Linked DNA regions of Pan troglodytes: region 1 is linked to region 2. The links are chromatin contacts, called in public Hi-C maps. All regions are on one chromosome and are shown on one strand. Each heading gives the region's core, a stretch centred on a gene start, on an enhancer-like site or on the middle of the called end of the contact. The rest is flanking DNA. Distances are from core to core; before and after follow the strand shown.

What was found. A called contact is a pair of places that touch in the nucleus more often than the background predicts.
Region 1: a contact with region 2 is called in a Hi-C map of stem cell-derived neural progenitor cells, with 5 times the contacts expected there. The contact joins the enhancer-like site here to the promoter of RHOG in region 2. A contact is called at or near these places in 5 of 7 Hi-C or Micro-C datasets (blood, induced pluripotent stem cells, a lymphoblastoid cell line and 2 more), 1 of 1 datasets of contacts at active chromatin or transcription factors (stem cell-derived excitatory neurons) and 1 of 1 other capture datasets (stem cell-derived neural stem cells).

The regions. Positions count from the first base shown.
Region 1 is chr9:8,198,983-8,201,851 of NHGRI_mPanTro3-v2.0_pri, forward strand. The region is part of intron 6 of STIM1 (stromal interaction molecule 1); the gene reads left to right. Among named protein-coding and RNA genes, the nearest start is that of RRM1, 22 kb to the right of the region's middle. Within about 2 kb of position 1,304, at least 4 of the 24 cell types and tissues checked have an H3K27ac peak or open chromatin away from gene starts, as enhancers often do. A contact at or near this core is called in stem cell-derived neural progenitor cells, where this site is marked.
Region 2 is chr9:7,977,039-7,979,924 of NHGRI_mPanTro3-v2.0_pri, forward strand. RHOG (ras homolog family member G) reads right to left here and starts at 1,459. Exons shown (of 2, transcript XM_016920234.3): 1 at 1,322-1,459.

The DNA.
Region 1 (2,869 bases), core at 54-2,553, 220 kb after region 2:
TTCACTGGTCCTGAGGAAACAAAACTTACACACCCACAAGAAGCAGCAGTGAGAGCACACTTAATGCAGACTTAGTTCCAGACTCAGCTTATAGGATAAGAATGCTAATGTCTAGAAAGACAAAGAGGTGGATGAGTGGATGTGGGACTCTGAGGAGGTAGCCTTTAAAGATGGGTAGGGAGGTCCTGGGAGGTTGAGTGTATAGGGTGGGGTCAGATCCCTGGAACCTTAAGATGCATGTGGGGAAGTTAGTAGGATGCAGAAGGCAATAGAGAGTCAAATCAGGTTTTTTTGGTTGTTTTGTTTTTGAGAAGAGGAGAGGTCTATTCAAGACTGTCTTTTAGAAAATGATTCTGGAAGCCTAGGGACTCTAGTTGGGAAGTCTTTGCAGGAATTCATGTAAAAGGAAATGAAGTCTTGTCTTTTCATTTATTTCTATTTATTATTATTATTATTATTTTGACTCTGGGTCTTGCTCTGTTGCCCAGGCTGAAGTTCAATAGCATGAACATGGCTCACTGCAGCCTCCACCCCCTGGGCTCAAGAGATCCTCCTGCTTCAGCCTCCTGTGTAGCTGGGTGCATGCCACCATGCCTGGCTAATTTTTTTATTTTTTGTAGAGACAGGGGTCTTGCTGTGTTGCCCAGGCTTTTCCTGAACTCCTGGACTCAAGAGGTCTACCTCAGCCTCCCAAAGTGCTGGGATTACAGGCCTGAGCCACTGTGCCCAGCCATTGTGTTATTTTTAAATGGTAAACACTATTTAATTTGGAGGGATAGGGAAAAGACTTCTTGTGAGCCAGGTATTGTTAAATACTTAAATGCATTATTGCTTTTAATCACTATGGCCCTTTGAAGTAGGTACTATTAGAGTTGGGGAAATGAAGGCTCAGAGAGGGTAAGTGCTTTGTTCAGGGTCATATATCAGTAAGTAGTGAACTAGGAATTTTGACACTCCAGGGTGCTGCCTCTACTGAGGTAGCAGACTTATTGGATTTATTTCCATGGGCTGGGCTTCTAGGGAGCAAGAGGGGTCTGATCTCTAAGCTGATTCCTGGCTACTTTGCTGGGCCCCTTGTTCTTGGGCCCTTTGCCAATTAGGAGCTAACTGCTGCTGTCTGAGCAGTCCCCATACCTCATTTGTTTGAAAAACATGTACTGTTTCCATTCCAAAGGCAAAAGAATCTAGGCAGGAGACATTCCAAGTTTGGGGATAAAACTAAGCTCCCAGCACTCCCTGCTCCCTAAAGCTTCCAGAGCTAAATGACCACTGTGGCACTTAGAAAGAGACAAAGACACCCCTCCCCTTTTCCCCCTAGAGATAGGCTTGCACACATGCACACATATATCCTCCTCTGAGTGTCCAGAGCCCACATGCCACCTGGTTCCTCCTTGTATTAACAGACCTGCAATGCCAGCTTTCACAGAGCTTTATTACAGAGTTCCTGATAATTTATGTGAATAAATGTAATTCTACATATACAGTCCAGTTAGGATTTCATTGAGTTTCAAGATAATTATTTGAGGCAGGCAGGAATTTTGATTCCCAAAACAGGCAAAACTTGCTCATAGTCACACAACTGCTTAGAGCCAGGACTAATTGCAATGCTAATTGTTGTTGCCTTGGAGTGGGGCAGTGCTTAATTGTATACTTATTTGCTCATTTCTACACCCAACAATAATTATTGATCTCCATCTCTAACAGACCTTATTGGAACTATGAAAGGGGGTCAGTCTTGATTCTACTTTAAAGGAGCTCGCTATTATTATAAGGGACAGACATATCATAGTATTGGCTTTTCTCAAGAGGCTGCTTTCATAAAGGACAGTATTTCAGTGAAGAAGTGAATCCTTAATGGTGTAAATTTATATAGTTGGGTCATGGAAGAGTACAGTAAAGGAGGATATTCAGCAAGGGAAGGAGATGGCAGGAAATGGCGCCTCTGATTTGTCTTTACCTATGCATATATCGCCATCTGGTGTTCATTTTCAGGGGGTTCAACTCCCTTTCTCTTCAGGGACCAATTAGGCAGATTACAATTTGCGGGAAGCTTGCAGCCTAACATTTCCTCCTCTTACCTCCTTGCTTGTTCCGTGATGTCTTTTGAAGTCTCCGCCACTGATAGCTCTGGACTTAGAGGTTTTTTTTTTTTTTTTTTTTTACAGATTGAGTTCTGTTTGTTTCATCTACTTAATTATCTCAGTGGTCAGTGTTCTCTAGGGGTCCTTCTTGTTCTGTAGTCTATCCTTTCTTTTCTATACCTCAAGTCTAAGCTATATATCTTATCTCTTCTTCACCATCCTTTCTCCTTCCTAATCTGGTCCCCTGGTAACCTGGTGGTTTTTACTTAGAAAGGAAGACCAGACAGTAAAGTCTGTTTTCTCTTCCAAAGGGATTAGCAAACTCTCAGTCTTTGTTCTGGGTGTAGTCCAAGTCTCTCTTTCTTTCCCTGACTCCTTTCAGGCAGAGCTGATTACTCCATCTTTTGGGCGGACCCAAGATCTTATATATATATATATATATATATCTTTGTATTATAGAATTTGTCACACTGTATAGAGTTATCTGTTTACTTGTCTTTGTTGGAGTAAATCATGAGCTCCTCAGTGGCAGGGAGGGCTTTCTGATTTATCGCCATGTATTTAGGGCTTAGCACAGGGCTTGGCACTTAGTAGGCACTTGAAAGAACTTGGTGAATGAATAGATGAATGAATGAGTGTATTAACATAGATAGCCGTGTGGAGGAAAGAAGTGAAGAAGGGAGAAGGCTTGTTTAGCTGGATGGAAGGTTTTGTCGGTGAACTGAGGGAATGTGTGTGACGGTGCAAGGGTAGACTTACATTATAACTTATGCCCTTGAGATCTTATC
Region 2 (2,886 bases), core at 209-2,708:
GCGCGAACACACACACACACACACACACACACACACACACACACACACAGAGGCTTTCCAGCTCTTTAATCCTCTCTATCACTGGGAGGCTGCAGACTGCCTCTCCAAGCTAGGGAGGTTTGAAAAGACTCTAGAACTCACTAAGTCTTCAACAACAGATCCTGATTCCAAAGCTGGAGATAAGTGGGTGGGAGGGAAGGATACAGAAAGGGTGACAGGCTGAGGGTTCAAAAGGAATGAGGGGTGATGGAAGAAACAAGGAGGTGTATGTGTGTGGGTGCCAGAGCTGGGAAGGGAAGGGATGGGGCAGGTTGCAGAGGACCAAGACAAACATGGGGCAGGGTAGGTGAAGACAGGTCAACGCCTAGGTATGACCGTATGTTTGGAGGAAAAGAGACTGGAAGGGATGAGAAGAGAGTGATGGCGGATTTGTGAGTAGAAAGTAAAGAAGGTGTGGAGGGAGACCTAGGAGCATGTGTATAATTCAGGGACTAAGAATGAAGAGGAACACTAGGAGATGGTTCTCAATTGTCCCCAAAAGACGCAACAAAAACTTGTCAGGGACTATCAGTACCTCTGAATCAGAGAGTCCTTCCACTTCCAGTTACAGGGCAAGACCAAGTTACTCCCAAAAGAGCAAGGCCAGGCTCTGGTCAGCTAGGAACAGCGTTTGCTCACTAAATACCTACTGCTTGGCTCCAGGTAAGGTCGGGACTCAGGAAAACAGACACACAGACAACGACTGGGGTCGGCGGGGCTCCCCCACCCAACCCCAGTCCTCCTGAGTGCAGAGGGCCTTGGGGCTGCAGACCGAGTGTGGGTCTGTATTAGCATCCATCTGACAGGGAGAGAGCTTTCGGAGGCCCCCGACACCGCCCCTCTCACCCCAAGTGTCACAACTGCCAGAGCAGAGGGAGCGCCTTTTCCAGCCCAGAAGCCCTCTCCCCTCACGCACTTCTCAACACCCCCCCCACCAACTTCTGAGGACACCCCACCTGCGTCCTATCTCCCAGCTCTGAGCTCTTCCACTTCAGAGACACTTATCTTGGAGCCCGGGACCCTCCGACCTCAGGGGTCCCTCTCGGCTCCCTAGAGGCGGTACAGCCGCCGGGAAGCCACCCTCGCCGAGCCTCCGCCGGCTCGCAGTGGCCCCGTTCCCGCCCCGCCCGGCCGGCCGCGCCCGCCCTACTTGGACTGAACCGAGAAGCTCCCGCCCGCGGCCTCCGCCAGCAAACTCATGAGCCGGCGCCCGCGCCGAGTCCTGGGCCGGCCGGGCTCTCCTCCCCCGGACCCCTACCCGCCAGCCCCGGCCGGGCCTCACCTGGTGCCCTCCCCGAGGCGGGGGAGCTGGGGGCGGCGGCAGCGGCTCCGGGCTCGAGAAGGAAGTGAGAGCGGGAGGCCGGAGGAAGTGGGGGGGGCGGGCCGGCGAGGCGGGGCGGGCCGGGGCGGGGCCCGACCAGGAAGTCCGAGGGCCGATCTCCCCCTCTCCAGCCCCGGCCCGCCCCCAGCCTCGCCCCCGGCCCAGTCCCGGGCTTGCCACTTTCCCCTCCCAGTCCGCTGCCCCTGCGGTCAGTAAGTCAGGCCTCCCAAGGTCAAGTCTCTCCGCCTCCTCCTGGCCACCCTACCCCTGGAGGCCCTACCCTAGGCGCTAGGCGTTCGTCCTCTTCCCCCCATCCCGCCCCCACCAGCCTCCGCGGGAAGATGCTGAGAAAGGCGCCCCTGGGCCCGGTGCCTTCAATCAACCCCAGGGATAGAGTGGTGGCCGAGGCTGGGGCAGTCCCCGCCCCTGCCCTGAGCCCCGGGGGAGTGCGGGGTGGTGGTGATTCAGCAGTGGGAAGGCCCCAGACCCCTGGGGAGGGTGGGGAGACTCGGGGGGAAGAGGAGCTGGCGTCAGCACCCAAGGGAAAGACAAGATCAGCAGAGGCGCAGGCGGAGCCGCGGGCCCCAAAAACAGGATGTCGAGTCGTCATTCAGCACCGTGCAGCTCTGCGAGGCCTGGCTCTGGGGAGGGGGCGGGGCGGACGGAGGACTTGGGGCTTCCCTCGCCCCCTCGCCCCCTGTTCTGCTGGGGCGCGCAGCTGCTTGGGGCTGAAGAGCCGCACCCAGGCCTGAGGTCCAGCTTGGGCCCCGGCGACCCGCGGGTGGGCGGGCTCATGGGCGCCCTCTGGTGCTTCTCTCCCTGGCTTTGCGCTCGGAGCTTTGACTTGAGAATCCATATCCTTCGTTCAGCACAAAGTTTCTGAGCGCCTACCACGTGGAGAGAGCTAAGTGCTAGGTGCTGTGAAGAAACACAGCGTTTAAGACAGGATCCCTGTCTTCCAGAAGCTTTTCAAATAAACGGATTGATTCCAGGAATAAATAGCTTAACCTTTCTGAGCCTCAAATCTGTCTTTGGTAAAATAGAATAATTATATTTCACCCCGTAGTTTTGAAGATAACATGAGAATGGGTGTAAAAGACCTGTTGTCAATGCGTATCTCAAACACTAAACAAATATCTTTTAAAAATATCATACTCTAAGAGTCTGGCGCGGTGGCGTCTGCCTGTAATTACAGAGATGGTGAAACCTTGTCTCTATAAACACAAACACACACATATATTTTTTGACAGTCTCACGATGTCACCCAGGCTGGGGTGCAGTGGCACGATCTCGGCTCACTGCAATCTCTGCCTCCCAGGTTCATGCAATTATCCTGCCTCAGTCTCTCGAGTAGCTGGGGTTACAGGTGCATGTCACCACACCTGGCTAATTTTCGTATTTTTAGTAGGGACGGGGTTTCACCCTGTTGGCCAGGCTGGTCTCGAACTACTGATCTCAGTTGATCCACCTGCCTTGGCCTCCCAAAGTGCTGAGATTACAGGCGTCAGCCACCACACCCAGCCTAC